Linked DNA regions of Pan troglodytes: region 2 is linked to region 1. Evidence: chromatin contacts called from public capture Hi-C data. All regions are on one chromosome and are shown on one strand. The core of a region is the stretch at or near the end of the contact, and the rest is flanking DNA. Distances in the headings are between cores, read along the strand shown. Region 1 overlaps NAV1 (neuron navigator 1). Region 2 overlaps NAV1 (neuron navigator 1).

Evidence for each region. Capture Hi-C pulls out chosen DNA fragments and counts their contacts.
Region 2: a capture Hi-C map of stem cell-derived neural stem cells shows a contact between it and region 1, with 5 times the contacts expected there. The contact joins two enhancer-like sites. A contact is called at or near these places in 4 of 7 Hi-C or Micro-C datasets (induced pluripotent stem cells, a lymphoblastoid cell line, lymphocytes and 1 more) and 1 of 1 other capture datasets (stem cell-derived neural stem cells).

The regions. Positions count from the first base shown.
Region 1 is chr1:47,302,588-47,310,238 of NHGRI_mPanTro3-v2.0_pri, reverse strand. It overlaps NAV1 (neuron navigator 1), which reads left to right. Exons shown (of 33, transcript XM_063793802.1): 14 at 1,050-1,220; 15 at 2,335-2,387; 16 at 3,146-3,169; 17 at 3,281-3,358; 18 at 6,386-6,469; 19 at 7,060-7,171. Among named protein-coding and RNA genes, the nearest start is that of IPO9, 38 kb to the right of the region's middle. Within about 2 kb of position 5,003, at least 9 of the 24 cell types and tissues checked have an H3K27ac peak or open chromatin away from gene starts, as enhancers often do. A contact at or near this core is called in stem cell-derived neural stem cells, where this site is marked.
Region 2 is chr1:47,523,188-47,530,838 of NHGRI_mPanTro3-v2.0_pri, reverse strand. The region is part of intron 1 of NAV1 (neuron navigator 1); the gene reads left to right. Among named protein-coding and RNA genes, the nearest start is that of NAV1, 49 kb to the left of the region's middle. Within about 2 kb of position 4,083, at least 6 of the 24 cell types and tissues checked have an H3K27ac peak or open chromatin away from gene starts, as enhancers often do. A contact at or near this core is called in stem cell-derived neural stem cells, where this site is marked.

The DNA of each region.
Region 1 (7,651 bases), core at 3,754-6,253:
AGACTAGGAATTGGGATCACTTGGCCTAGGGAAAAGAACCATTCTTCAGACAGGATCATCTGCCCTCTGAAGGGCTACTAAATGGAGGATGGGGCCAGCTTGTTCTCTATCTCCATTGAAGACCAAATAAGAAGAATTGCATTTATGCTGTAGAATGAGGGGCTGGGCTAAGCAATAATTACCTTAGGAATTTGAAAAGGTCAACAGAGAGGTGTGCCATCTTCTTCTGCACAGGTCTTTATGGACAGATTAGACATCCACCTGCCTGTATGGAGGCAGAAGAATAGACAAGGGAGCTCCTTGTGGGTATGAAACCCTGAAAGGCTGTAATCCCAGCAATGGGCAAAGGGGTAAGGCATCTGCAGGTTAACGGGATTCAGCTGAACCCAGCTTCAAAGCACATTCCACAAGCCTTACCTGACACTTTCACCTGCTCTGTCCATCTGACCTTCAAGCCGGGGCAATGCTAGGCAAAGAGGGCCATGTTTCTTGATGCTTTAGAGCCAACCCAGTCACTCAGAGTGACACTACTTTGTGGGGAGATTCTCACGCCCTTCCACAATGCCAGGGCAACGGGATCCCGTAGCCCAGCCCCCTTCTCTAGCTGGTGCTTTTTCATCATTCAGATCTGGGTCTTGGTTTGAATTTTCAGTCCTCCTGAGCTGGCAGTTGTGTTTTAGAGAACCACAGCATCTCATTTTCATCAGCACATCCAAGTGATGTGAAGGTCTCAGAAAAGCTGCCAGGCCCCCAGCCTAACCTTCAAAAGCAACAACTCTGAGGCAGGCAGGGTTGAGGGAAGGTCTTTATTCCAGACAGCAGGGTCCTTCTCCATTAGGGCTTGATCTCCCCAGGAGGGACCCCGCTCCTAACCACCAGCTGCTTGCACACTCCCACCACCGCACCTGCCCCTTCCTCTCCTGCCCTCTCCCCATTTGCCTCTCATGCTCCCGGTGCTCCATTCCCCAAGGGCCCGGAGAGCTGATGACCCTGCCTCTTTTCCTGCCCTCCTGCTCCCTCTCCTGTCCCCCTTCCCTCTGTCCTTCCAGTGAGTCCCACTGCGGCCACCACGCCAAGAATCACCCGCTCCAACAGCATCCCCACCCACGAGGCGGCCTTCGAGCTGTACAGCGGCTCCCAAATGGGGAGCACCCTGTCCCTGGCCGAGAGACCCAAGGGAATGATTCGGTCAGGATCCTTCCGAGACCCCACGGATGATGGTGAGACTTCATGCTAGCGCGGTTCACGCTCATTCCAGCTCTGCTGGGTCCCCTCACCCACCACCTCCACTCCCACCACTCCTACCACCACACACATATATGATTCACAGAACATCAAGTTGGGCCATTTCAGTTTTTTCTCCCCATCCCTTTGAAGGGTCTGGGGACCCAGAAACCTTGGGTGGCACATCTAGCACTGGGGCATTGGGATGGAGCATCCATCACTTGGGCTGGGGGAGGGAAATTGAGCATGGAAGGGTTAAATGACAGGGTTAAATGGCATCCCTCAGGATGCTCTGAAAACCACAGCTTCTCTCCTCCTCATTCTAGCCATAGTCTTTCCTCCCCACAGTCTCTCAAATATATGAAAAGAAAACAGGACATAATAGTAGCTCTTAATAAATCCTTACAAATAATTAGGCATCTCATTTCTCTTTCAAAAATGTTCCAAAGATGAGCATCAGGGAGGGCCATCTGATTGTTGGTGGTGATCTGGGTGTTAGTACTGATCAGAGCTAGAAGACCAGGCTTATGGCAGGTTAGCTCTCCCATTATTATTTTCAAGATGGTCATTCCAGGAGGCATCTGCTACAGACATGCTTTAGTTCTCACCATAGGTTCTACTGAATAATCAGAATGCATATTCCTCACTTAAATATTGTTTTCATCTGAATGATCCCCAAGATCCTAAGCACATCCCCCAGTGCTGAGAGGAGGAGGCGCGGGCAGAATTTCAGTATTTGTTCTGAGCAACTCTGATGAGAAACTCCCCTCTCCTGCGGCTAAGGTGCTTTCCTGACTGGGAAGATAAGATGGTGACTATCCATGAAAGTCTCCTTTCCCTTCTCTGAAACCCCGTGCCCCTCAGAGCAGGCTAAGCAAGGGACTGCCATACCCAGGCTGCCAGAGAATGTAGGCTGAAAGAGGAGGCTAGCTTGACTCAAGACCTTGCTTTGGGCTGTTTTGATACCAGCTGGGTTCCCTATTCTGTTCTTTCTGTTTGCTCCAGATGCCCTCCAGAATCACAATCCAAACTCCTGCCTTAGGGAGTCTTCCAAAAACCCCTTGTCCCTGGAACCCACTGTTAACTCTTTGTGTTCTCCTTCTCTTTCAGTTCACGGCTCAGTGCTGTCCCTGGCCTCCAGTGCCTCCTCCACCTACTCCTCAGTAAGAGCATTAACTTCTCTTCCCCTCTCATCCCCTCTCCTCTACCATCCCATGCTCCCTAGAACCTCCTTGGAGTTGGGTAACTGGGCGGGGGATGGGGGCACTGCTGGCTCTTCACTGTACCCATTGGGGTGGGAATGGGGGAGGCACCTAGAGCTTGTAGCACTCACTTGGTGCCTCAGGTCCTCAGTGGTCTTTCTGGCCCCACCACCAGCTCCTGAGCAACTCTGGTGATTTTTGTTCCCCTCCTTTGAAAAATGGAGAATCCCCATGTTAGCAAGCCCTTTCTGTGCCATGGTAGATGGGAAGCATTTATGAAGGTGAGATGAATAGATTTCTAGGACCCGGACTCCAGAACCCTAGAAGTGACCAAGTGTTTATTGTGGGGCACCAGCCACAGCATTTGGCTATTAGGCATTTCTTGATTCGTAGATTTGTTTTGCTCCTAATTCTTTACTCCAAGTTGCTGGCAATAACCGTTAGTTCTCAAACCAACCAGTCTCATTTCCTAGCCTTTTTGGCAATGACAAAGTTTGCTGGAGATGAGCTCCAAATAAATCTTTTATTGAAACCCTAGTATAGATCTGAGCCGAGTCCTGTGAGGAGCCAGGGCCAGGAAACAAGAGTTTCAGCCTCTCTGCACCTCTGAGTCATGCTGCTTCACATTTCCTACCCTGCCACTGGGACCTGACTTCTTCACCTCCATAGTAACTACTTCCTTTCTCTCTCTTTCTCTCCTTCTGTGCTCCCTTCTTCAGGCTGAGGAGAGGATGCAATCTGAGGTAGGGTGGAAAGCCTTTGTCTCTGCTTGTTAACATCACTGCACCTCATTTTCCTTCCAAATCTTATACAGCTTCTGCAGCCAGTAGTTTGTATTTCTCTTCCTTTTACAGCAAATCCGGAAGCTTCGTAGGGAACTGGAATCATCCCAGGAAAAAGTGGCCACCTTGACATCTCAGCTTTCTGCCAATGTGAGTGCCATGAAGTACGGAAAGATCAAGGCAGTTATTTTGACTATAGTTAGACAAGTTCAGCCAAGGGAGGAAAACTACCTGGTAAGGTATCCCCTGGACTGAGACTTCAAGGGCATGGGTCTTCTTCACAGCTCTATGATAGAAGACTAGGGGATTGTTCTTCCCCTTCTCTGAGCCTCAACTTTTATGAAGAACCATTTTGCTTCTACTCTAATTAACAGGTATGGATGAGTTCATGTCTGATGGGCTGAGCTCCCTAGAGAAAGAGAAGAAGATTGATTACCAGTGGTTCTGCATGGAGGCAGAAACAACCTTGCCATTGGCCATGGACAAAAGCAGTTATGGATTATAATTATAGGGCTCTTAGAGCCTTTCCACTGCCCTGGGGGGGTGTTCATGTCTTTGTTCATGCCACGTAACTGTGTAGGCACATAATTGGTCATTAGAATTCTGTCTAGTGACCACGACACTACTGAGAAACCTAACTCCCATTCTGGTCTGACTCCTTCATTCCCAACTGCCTTTTCTGAGCAGTCTCCTTGGGCAGATGGTAGAAACAATCTGAAATTCAGGTTGAGAGCTAGAATTCTTTGTTTCTACTCTCAGTACCTCCATTTAGAACGAGTCTATTTCTTTAGACCTTAGTTTTTCTACCCTGTGACATGGGGAGAAATGAAGCCACCTCCTCTAACCAGGCTGTGGTACTTTCTCCCCTGTGACTGAGTTGCAAACAGAGAACATAAGAGCCATTTTCCCCCAAAGCTGTAAACAACAGCTGAGCCGGATCTGCAGGAGCTTTCCAAGTGTTTGCACAAAAGTAACCATGTCTGCAATTTCCGCAGTAGTTTCTGGTTTTCTCTCTGCCCTTCCTCTCTGGGGAACCCAGCTGTCAGGCCTGGGGTCTATCCGTCGGAATTAGGTAGAAGAATCTCCACCAAGATTCTGAATGTTTCCAACACATTTCAGCAGCAGTTCCCTCACCACACTAGTTATTCTCTCGATTCTCTTTTCCCAAACCCTCAATTCATAAGTTGTACCAGTTTGTCTGAAGCTCATGTTAAGCACTTTTTCCCACTCTTGGGGGACCCATAAGAATTGTAACATAAACAAGAACCATCTTTTCTCTCCCTTGTGCCACACCCACCAAAGCAAATGGCCTGGGTCACGTCCTGCACACCCCAGGAAATTCACGTCTGGGAGATGCTGGGGGGGAGAGGCGCCAGGGAGGCAGAGAACATTATTATGTCTGATTCATTTACACTGCAATCTGTCAGCCACCATGCTGTCAAGGCTGGGCTGAAGCCAAGAAATTGAATTTAGAGGGTGATTTTTCTTAGAACAGGAAGTTCCATTTGGCTAAGAGAGAACAAACTAAACACCCAGACACGGTGGGTTCTGCATCTTAAAGGCAGATTTTTGCCGAGGGTCAGAACCCTGCCCTCAAGCAGGAGATGGGATGCTGGGACTCTAGGAAGGTTCCACAGCTCTCTTCAGGATTCTGTGACTCCAAACCAAACTTTTGTCATGTTCCATGGAACTTCCTAGCTACTAAAGCTGAGGGCACACCCTAGATGGAGGGGCCCAGACCACTTTACCCCTCTCAAATGCTAGCCTTTCTGCAGCACCACTGCTTAGCCCTGAGGTCTTACAGGTACCCTAGTCTGGGGTTGGGATTAAGGGAAGGGTCAATGTAGGGAGAGGAAGTGTAGGGGAGAGCGGGGAGAAAGCCCAGCCAGAGCAAAAGGGTTCCCCTGGATGGGGAAAGGCAGCACAGAAGAGCATACAGGGGTTCTTGGGGCCTCTCATGAGTAGTCTTCCAGGGACTACAAGGAGTCTACAAGCAGACATGCAGGATGTAGAGAAGCAAACCAGAGAAGACCTGAGGTCAAGAAGACAGATGTTGCCTGCACAGTGGGTGAAAGGAAACTGCTCAGGTTGTGACATATTATAATCTCCTCAGAGCCCAGGCCTTGACAGATTTATAGTAAAAGTGCAAGAGGAGGCTCTAACTGGACTAAAGGGATTGCCTCCAGCCCTGGTCCTATGAAGTAGGCTCCAGACATGCGGAGCAGTGGATGAAAACTAGAGTTGACCCAACAGGGAGGGAGAATTGTAAGCCAGTAGGAGCCATGAGAGTGCCGTCGATTTCCTAGAGCTCTGCATGAAGTTGCTGCACAGAGTATGCCCACTTCTTGCTAGGGTCACCAACTTGCTCAGATAGTCTCACGATGGCTATTTCTCCATCCCCAAGTGCTCCCCTTTCTAGCCCCCGGCCTCATTCCCTTTACCTTGCCTATACATCTTGCAGCCAGTTGGCCAGCTAGAGGTCAAACTATGCCAAACCAAGTGGCCTTAGCTCCTCCACTCAGCACCTTTCCGAACTAGCCTGCCTCTTATCCAGGGAGCCCTTTGGTATCCTTCACTCCTCATGAAACAGACCTGACACCTAGTGGCCAAACGGTGGAATGCCTCTGCAGTTTCCTTCCAGCCTTGCAAACCTGGAGAATCCGGGAACAAGGAGCAGCTGCAAAGCAAGAAAGGGTGAAGCAGTGGAGTAGCAGAGGAGGAAGAAACGCACCAAATAGTTTCTGCCAGGAGATTATTTGGTCCCTTGGGGGCCGGCCCACTCCACAATGCAGGAGTTAAACCAAAATAATAGGAACGACCCCAGAGGCTATGGCCCGCCTACCAAGTTGGCCACACCAAATATCACATAGAGCAGAGGGATAGTCCTACCTCTGGTAGTTGATGGGTTTTAGATCTCAAGTCTCCAGGAGCCTCTGAAAACCTGCCCTACCCCTCAACCTGGCTTCATTATTCAAGAAGCTGGTTCCCACCAGAAAATTTCTTTGATTTCCCCTTTGTCTGCTCAGGAAAATCAATATTTTTTTAACCACCAAGAGGTTTGCTGGCATTGGTCAGCTCCGAGATACAGGAAATCAGTTAAAACTATTTCCCATTGTCAGTTATTGCCTTTCCCCCAGCCTTATGCAACTTAGCAATCTCTTTCTGTGTTTGTTTCAGGCTAATCTGGTGGCTGCTTTTGAGCAGAGCCTGGTGAATATGACATCCCGCCTGCGACACCTGGCAGAGACGGCCGAGGAGAAGGTGAGAGGCCTGGGAAAGGGTGGGAGGGGTGGGTGCGGCGAGGGGGTTCTCCTGGACAGACAGGCCGAAGCTGACCATCTGTTCTTGCTCATGAATGCCAGTTTCTCCCCACCTCACTGTCACCCTGGATTCTCAATCTGCCCCCCAATACAGTGTGAGCATATTCCTTATCCCAATTCCCTGCCCTTCTCTATCAAGTTTTGCAGAATTCCAATGCCTCGCCCATTGCCTGACACATCATAAGGGCTCAGGGCTCCTGCTAATCCCAACTAATGACGCTGTTTTCTTTTTTTGAGATGGAGTTTCGTTCTTGTCACCCAGGCTGGAGTGCACTGGCGCGATCTTGGCTAACTGCAAACTCTGCCTCCCAGGTTCAAGCGATTCTCCTGCTTCAGCCTCCCAAGTAGCTGGGATTACAGGTGCCCGCCACCACGCCCAGCTAATTTTTGTATTTTTAATGGAGACCAGGTGGCCAGGCTGGTCTTGAACTCCTGACCTCAGGTGATCCGCCCACCTCGGCCTCCCAAAGTGCTGGGATTATAGGTGTGAGCCACCGTGCCCAGCCAACGCTATTTTCATTTCTCTCTTAGGACACTGAGCTGCTGGATTTGCGAGAAACCATAGACTTTCTGAAGAAAAAGAACTCTGAGGCCCAGGCAGTCATTCAGGGAGCCCTTAATGCCTCAGAAACCACACCCAAAGGTAGGACATCCAGCCACAGATTGAGAGGGAACAGGGAGCAGGAAAGTAAGAGTATTACAGATTTTTATCTGGGCCCATAGTATTCCAAGTCCTATATCAAGTCTCTAGAAGGTGAGGGCCTTTAGATACCCTTTAGTGTGCTGTCTGGACTGGTCAGTGAGGAGTACCAGGGGCATGACCCCAGCTTCCTAGGGCATGAAGGCAAGTAGAGGAGACCTGTAAGCCCCAGGGGTCCTCTCCTTAACCTTTACCTCACGGCTAAAGAGCCATCAAAGACCATCGTTAAAATAGCCCTTTACATTTTTATGCAAATGTGTTGTGTGTCCACACACACACACACAATCTTATTTGATCCTCACTTTAGTTCTCCAACTACTCTTCCAATGAAACAACCAAAGCTCACATAGGTTATATGGTGCTGAAATGGCAAGTTAGCCTGGACGTTTAGTAACCAGTCAAGCTTTGCTACAGAAGTCAAGA
Region 2 (7,651 bases), core at 2,834-5,333, 220 kb before region 1:
GGAATACTCCAGAACACAGCGCCTCGAGTTCTAGGGCTGTATCAGAAGTCAGTACTTTCTCTCCCTGCCCACTCACAACACACACAGAACCCTTCTTCCCTTGGGATGACGCTGTTGGATCACAGAGGGCACAGGTGCCCCATCCATGGTTCCTTTTTCTCCCTAAATTTTAACTAGTGTTGTTTTTTTCTTCCTGATTAACAAAGCTTATCATAGAAAAATAGAAAAACTTGAAGTAGCCATAATCCCCCACTCCAGAAGCAAACACTGTTAACATTTCCTTCTAGGTTTTTTTTTTTTAAAGGCAGGTTTGTCTACCTGAGATCATACTCTGCCTACCATTTTGTATTTTTGCTTTTTTGCTTAATATTATCTCAGATGTTTTTCTGTATCGATCAAATCTCTGTACACATCATTTTAAATATTATTTCATATGTATGTACTGTAATTTGCTCAACTATCTGTGATTCCCTCCTCACTTATAATCCCCAAACCACAGGGTGCTGACTTCCTTAGGCGGTGTTTTGGAATAGTTTGTCCCCTCCCACCCCCCATCCCCAGCCACCGGAAGACAAAAAAAATGACCAGCTGCTCTTCACAGGACTCTGATTAGGATCTTGAACTGGGTGGCGGTTGGAAATCAGTATCACACCCTCCCCACACCCTGTCCCTTCCTGCCTGACAAGATGGGAAAGCCATCAGCTGCAGGGGGGAGTGGACAAACATCCCCACCCTCTTCATGGGGAACAGGCTTCTGTTGGTTCAGGGGGTTGCCTCTGTTGTTTTTTCTGATGGGGCTGTCCACAGGTACGAGGGCATTGGCTGGGCCAGAGGGGCCTTGTCCTGTCAAGTTACGGGGGTTGGAGCCCGTGCTGTAGGAGCTGGGCCACTGGGTGAAGTGCTCAAGAGGCTTGAGAGCTGCACTGGGATGGAGTCTGCACAACACCCAGCTGGAGGACTGAGGCGAAGCGAGCCAGAGCTCAGCCACCCCTCTTGGTTCTACTGATAATATTGCTCAGGGAGGCATCTCAGGGATCCATATGGTCTAACTGAATCAGTAATGAGACTCTACTGTGTGTGTAGACAATATTGATGTGCCCAAGGCTGTCAGAGGCACAGGGAGATGGAACTCACAGTGCCCTGGGGTCTCTGTTCCAATCCAGCGTGGCCAGGGTCTACCTGCCGCTGCTTTGTGGAGGAAGGTGGAGACTATCTCTCCAACAGCACAGACATGTCTACCCATGAGAGACTATGGCTTTCTCCCAAGCCATAGGTACCTGCCTCCCCAGTTGTGTCGGTACCCAAAACCCCAAAGCCTTGTGTGTATTATATTTGTGAGACCCCTGCCTGCACATCGAGAATGTCCTTTCTCTATGTGGCACGGAGCAAGGGTAACTGACCCAATTGAAGATCAACCCTAGGAGACAGAGCCTCATGGGTGCTTTAACCAGCTGTGTGTCCAGCTGTGTGCCATCATCTCCCCTTCGCCAAGACCCTGCCATGCAAATTGAGTACATAAACCACCTGTGAGTGCCTAGGACCACGTAAGCATAGGCTGCCTGGGCTGTGTACCTAAGGAGTAACTGGAGTGCGGGCATCCTGGGCTGACAGTAAAAGGAGGCTGTGGGCTGGGGTGAAAAGGCAGTGGGGGGCAGCTGTGGAGCACTTCACATTGCTCCTCCAGCTTGGTGATGGGCTGGCATCAGAGCAAGCCCCTTGCCCAGTTTTAGTCTTGTGGGCAGCTCTTCTTGTCCCTAGCTGGCAGTTTCCTGTGGGTAGATCTGGGTTGCCAATCCCAGAATCCTGGAACCCTGGCTTGTCTGTTTCCTGTAACACCCAAAGCCTACTTGTTAATGGAGTGTCAGCACTCCATTGCCACTGCCATCACCGCTTCCCGGGGCTGCGTCCTGAATTCTTGTTGGGTGCTGTATCTGTTCCCTCTGAGTTTTGGGTGGTGGTATGTCTGGCCACAGCTGGGCTCACTGCAGTTCCTGTGAGGGGTGGCTGCATGTACACACATGACCCCAAACATGCTGGCTGCCTAGTGCCCCCAGGCAGACGTGAGTTTGATACCGACTGTGGCAATTAGGCATGTTGTTTTACCTCCTTGGGCCTCAGTTTCCTCATCTGTAAAATGAAAATGTTAAGCACTCCTACCTCATGAAGTTGTTGTAAGGATTCAATAACATAATATAATATAATACATAAACAATGCGTGTTTGCACAGCGCCTGTCCCACAGTATGTGCTCGGGAAAGAGGGCTCCATTGCAAGGCTCTCTGGGTCTTCAGGCTGCTCACTGACTCCCTCTTCTTTCCCAGGGTGTCTGTTTAGTCTAAAAGTTCAGATGTGCCTCATGCATGCGCAGAAGTTTGGGGGGGGTCCTCTAGGTCAGTGGGCTTGAATGGCAGGTCCTAGGGAGGAAGGTCAGACTGGGAAGGTCAGACTGGGTGGTCCAGGAGCCTGAACCTCTGTGCAAGGTGGGGCCTCCTCAGCTCCCCACTCCTCCCGGCTGCTTCCTGTTAGCAGGACACCCAGGGAGAAGCGTGTTTCCTTCCTGCTCTGGGCAAACCCAGGCCACTCCCCCAGCCCCTAGAACTTCTGTTCAGAACCACCAGCAGCCCTGAGGACAGTACAGAGCTGACCAAAGTCTCATCCAGGTGTGAAAAGCCACCCCCCTCCAGAGGTGCTCAGGCCCATGAAGGTCTGGGCTGATCTTGGGCTGGATCCTGTGGCAGCTTCACTCCAGTGCAAGTCAGCCTGGCCACCTCCTGGTAGGCAACCAGCAGCTGCAGCAGTTCACGGCTATAGCATGAACTCCCCTGATGCCAGGGCAGCCCAGAGCTAGCTTCGATTTATGAATGATTTTAATGTCCAAAATTAACATCATCTTCAGCTCCTGAAACAAATGACTCCAGGGATGTCAAAGCACACTGGTTTACCCAGCACCAGGGACACTGGAAAGGTGTCATGGACCCTGAGGCTGATCCTTGCATCCTTCATCTCTTCACTTTAGAGGTTCTCAAAGCCATCTTTCTGCCATCCTTCCCAGCTGACATCATATAAGATACTCCAGGTTGTCAAGGGTATGTCTGCCTTTAAAAAATGATCTAGGGAAGGTACAGTGATTCTGGGAGTGCCCATCTCTCTGCATCACTTTGCTGGGGCTGCACACAGAGAGGGGCCCTGTGATCATGGGACTGCAGGAGCTCAGGATGAAGCAGTTAGTAACCCCCTCATGAGGAAGCCCCTCGCAGTATCCGCTGGTCCAGTTCTCTCCCTTTGCTCACCTGGACACCTTCTTCTAAGGCCACAGAGGAGTGGGAAGAACAAAGGCTATGGAAGCAGACACCCAGCTCTTAGGCTTCTGACTAGTGTGTGATCGTTGACAAGTCAATTTACTTCTCAGTTGCTGTTTTACTTGTGAAATAATGAGAAAGACAACACCTGCCCTGTCCAGCTCCTGGGGTTATTGTGAGGATCAAATGAGATGACGGATGTGGAAATATTTTAACTGTAAAATACCATTTTCATTTTATTTATTATGATTGAGAAGAGGCACTATAGCCATCCGGGGTGAGCGCTTCTCTGGCCTCTTGTGTGCCCTGATTAGGCTGACCTGAAAAACACCAAACAAAAAAATCGGAGCAGGTGGAAGGAAGCAGGCTCTCTCCCCACCTGGTTGGAGCCCATGGCCCACATGTAGGCTGTGCCCAGGGCTGCTCTTCCTTACCTTCTAGGGCAGACTCAGCAGACCCAAAGATCAAGCAACTGCCAGGGTCAGGCCCCTCCTTACAGCCGTCAGGAGAATGCTTGGCAAGACAGCCCTGAATTCTGTTCCTCTCTAGTTCCAGGGGCATCTGGTCACCACCCCCAACCCTTGCGTCTTGCCCTGCAGGCCCAGCCAATGAGAAGTACAGGTCTGCAGATGGGAAAGGGCTCTCCAGCCAGCCAGCAAGCAGGCCTGCCCTGGGAGTACCTGTCCTTATGCGAGAATAGAGGATAATAGGTCCTCAGGGCTGGGTGTGGTGAAACAACCAGAGAGGCCAGGGAGATGCTTGCCTGGTGTCCCACCAGTGAGGAAAAAAAAGCTTTTTCTCCCTGTTACAGCCTGGCCTATACTGGAGGGTCTTCCTGAGCTGGCTGAGGGCTACGACCAGGGCCAGGGCCAGGGTATGGGGGAAGCCCAGCAGGCACTCTCCCTTTTCTGCTCAGAAGAGGCACCAAGCACATTGAGTCTTCCTCACTTGGGATCTATTCTCTCAATGGAGGAGGCCTGTTTCCAGAAGCCCAGGTCTAGGAAGAAGGCTGCCTCCGCACATTCTCCATCTCTGGAACCTCAGGCCTGACAACATGGCCTATTTTCTACCATTAGCCCTGCAGCTGCCTCTGCTCTGCCGCTGACCCTGGTCGCTCATTGCTAAGGCAACAAAGCTATCTCATTTCCTGAGCTTCATCGAATCTCAGCACCCATTTCCGCTGTGTCCGCATCCACCCCTGCCAGGGTCGAGGTGTCCTGTGATTGCTTTTGTCCCTGCCAAGGGCTGTATCAGCCCCACCAGGTCTGGTGGCCATTGATTTTGAAAGAGCAGAGTAGTCAGCATCCACTGTGAGCTGTGTGGACTCGCAGGCCCTGGCTCCTGGATCTCTGGGCTAGCCTGTGGGACTAAGCACAATTGCCATCATGGTGTGATGAAGGAGAAGTCAGACTGACCTCTCTGAGTCTCATTTTCATCAGAAAGGGGAGGTAGTGTTGGGAGTTGCTGTGAGAATGACATGAGATAATGGATGTGATCATGTGTGCAGGGTTCCTAGAACAGTGCGTGACACATAATTGGTGCCCAGTGAATAAATGACAGCTCCCTTTCCTACACAGTCATGGCTTAATATGCCTGCAGGCCAGGGTAGAAGATATATAGTGAGCACCTTCCATGTTTGTTCCAGGTACTGCCAGGCTCCAGGCACTGGGGAATGCAGTCCCTGCTGTCAGGGAGTTTGTCACACAGCTGGGAAACCAGTCCCCCACCATGATGAGATCACAGACAAAGGGGACCACAGAGTGAGCACTCTGGGGCTGTCCCTAGGTCTCTGGCTATGGGTGCCCAGCAGAACTGCAAGGGCCCTTTCAATTATCCACAGTCAAGAACTGGAAGCCTGGCTAGGCGTTCTGTTTTGCCTAGAATTGCTTATTATGAACTTTTTTTCTTTTGCAGCAAATTTCCCTTCCTAATTTGGTTCTGTTTATCCCATTATTAAAGTGGGATTACATAGGAATTTAACTGAAGTAAATGATCATCAGTGTGTACAAAGATCTAGCTGCAAGAATGTTCTTGGCAAAATTGTTTATCATAGGGGAAGGGCACAAACAATTTGAGTGGGTAACAGTACCACATATGTTAATGATACTCTGGTATAACATCTATTAATAGCGGAAAGGGGAATACCTAATGTGCCTAATGCACCCATAAGGAATTATTAACAGTTCACTCACTCAATCATTCACTCATCTGATCGCTCATTCCACTCACAGTCACTGAGCACCTTCCAGACAAAAGGCCCTATATGAGAGACTGTTTTACTCAGGTTCCTCAGAGATGAGGATGTGATCACAGATTAAGGGAGAAGTTATGGGATTCATCATGGGATAGCGAGGAAACTGGGCAGCGGGGTTTTTGGTCCTCCAGGCTGAGGCATGTGACAAGCATGGTGGGCTTCTGCAGGGGCCACAGCATCTCCAGGCTACAGAACCCTGGATCCTAAGCTGGCTTCCATAGTTCCCTGAGAGCAGCATTGTGTGGTAGGCCAAGTTCAAGATTTGGAGTCAGGAGACTTGGATTCTAATTTCTTTTCTTTCTTTCTTTCTTTCTTTCTTTTTTTTTTTTTTTTTTTTGAGACAGAGTCTTGCTCTGTCACCCAGGCTGGAGTGCAGTGGTGCAATCTTGGCTCACTGCAACCTCCACCTTCCAGGTTCAAGCAATTCTTCTGCCTCAGCCTCCCGAGTAGCTGGGACTACAGGCACGCACCACCATGCCCGGCTAATTTTTGTATTTTTAGGAGAGATGGGGGTTTCACCATATTGGCCAGGCTGGTCTCGAACTCCTGACCTCATGATCCACCCGCCTCAGCCTCCCAAAGTGCTGTGATTACAGGCGTGAGCCACCGTGCCTGGCCAGATTCTAATTTCTTTTAGCCTTTATCACCATCAATGAAATGGGGATAGTAATGCCTGTCTTACACCTTACCAGCAAGTCATCACAAGACTCAAAGGAGGCAGCTAAGTGGCCCGCTCTAAACCGTGCAGGTGTTGACAACAGAGATTAATCCTCATTGCTCAAGTAGATGCCCTGGGGTAGGGGGTGGTTTCCAGCTGTGCTCTTCTTGGGAATTACTTTTCTTTCTGTCACCATAGCCATCTCCTCCCATGCTGTCCAACCCTGCTCCTTCCTACTCCATCTTGCCCCTGCCCATCTCACCTTCTAGAAGCCTGAGCCCAGCAGCCCAAGGTCAGCTCCATCTGAAACTAGTGTCATCACTGGGAAGGTTGCATGGAAGAGCCCTCCTTCAAAAGTAAATAATCAAACTTTGTTTAAAGGCCTGACAATGTTCATTTGTGTTGATCAAGCTCAGACTGAATTATGCATAGGCACATGGCCTGTGCCTGAGGAATTTACCATGTAGGCCAGACACCCTGACTGATTCAAAGGATGTACAGACAGCAGGACATCAAGTCGAGGCAGGCCACAGGGAGCTGACCCTGGAGTGCTGATTTCACAGAACGTGGCTGCTAAGTCCAGATAATGTTTCATCTCCTGATATGTGTGTGTGTGTATGCGTGTGTGTGTGTGTGCACACCTGTACCGTATTCACACTTTTTCAAGGGGAAAGAAGAAAGGAAGGAAGGAAGGAAGGGAGGGGAATAAAAACAAGTCTTTTTGAAGTGGAGCCATGTGACCCCAGGTAAACCCTCAGGGAGCCCCTGCCCTGCCCTGCCACTGCACCAGTTCTTCCTGACAGAGAGCTTTGTCCCCTCCCCTACATGTCTGTCACACACCCCCTCCCTGCCTCCTGTTTTGCAGCCAGGACCCTCCATCATGATAGAGGGAGGCCCAAATTGTCTTCTGCTCCCGGCCTGCCTGCTGTACCTATCTCCCAGGGATCTTGTGATGATTAAGAGAGCTAATACATGAAAAATATATAGAATGGTGCCAGGTACCTAGTAAACACTCAACAAATATTATCTATTACTAATTGGTTTGGGGTCATGGACCCTTTTTGGGAATCTGATGAAAGCTGTGGGCATTGTGTCCAAAAAATGCACATTACATTCAGCTCAGCGGGTGCCTGGACCCCAAGTTAAGAATGCCTAGTCCCAACCTGGGCAACATAGAAAGGTCCCATCTCTAAAACAATTTTAAAAATTAGCCAGGCACAGTGGCACGTGCCTGTAGTCCCAGCTACTTGGGAGGTTGAGGTGGGAGGATCGCTTGAGCCCATGAGTTTGAGGCTACAGTGAGCTATGATAGTGGCAGCACTGCACTCTAGCCTGGACATCGGAGTGCAGCCCTGTCTCTAAGAAAAAAAAAAAAAAGAACGAGTCTAAATAAACTGTAGAGTTCTATTTATAAGCATTTACTGAGCACTCTTCATTGTAG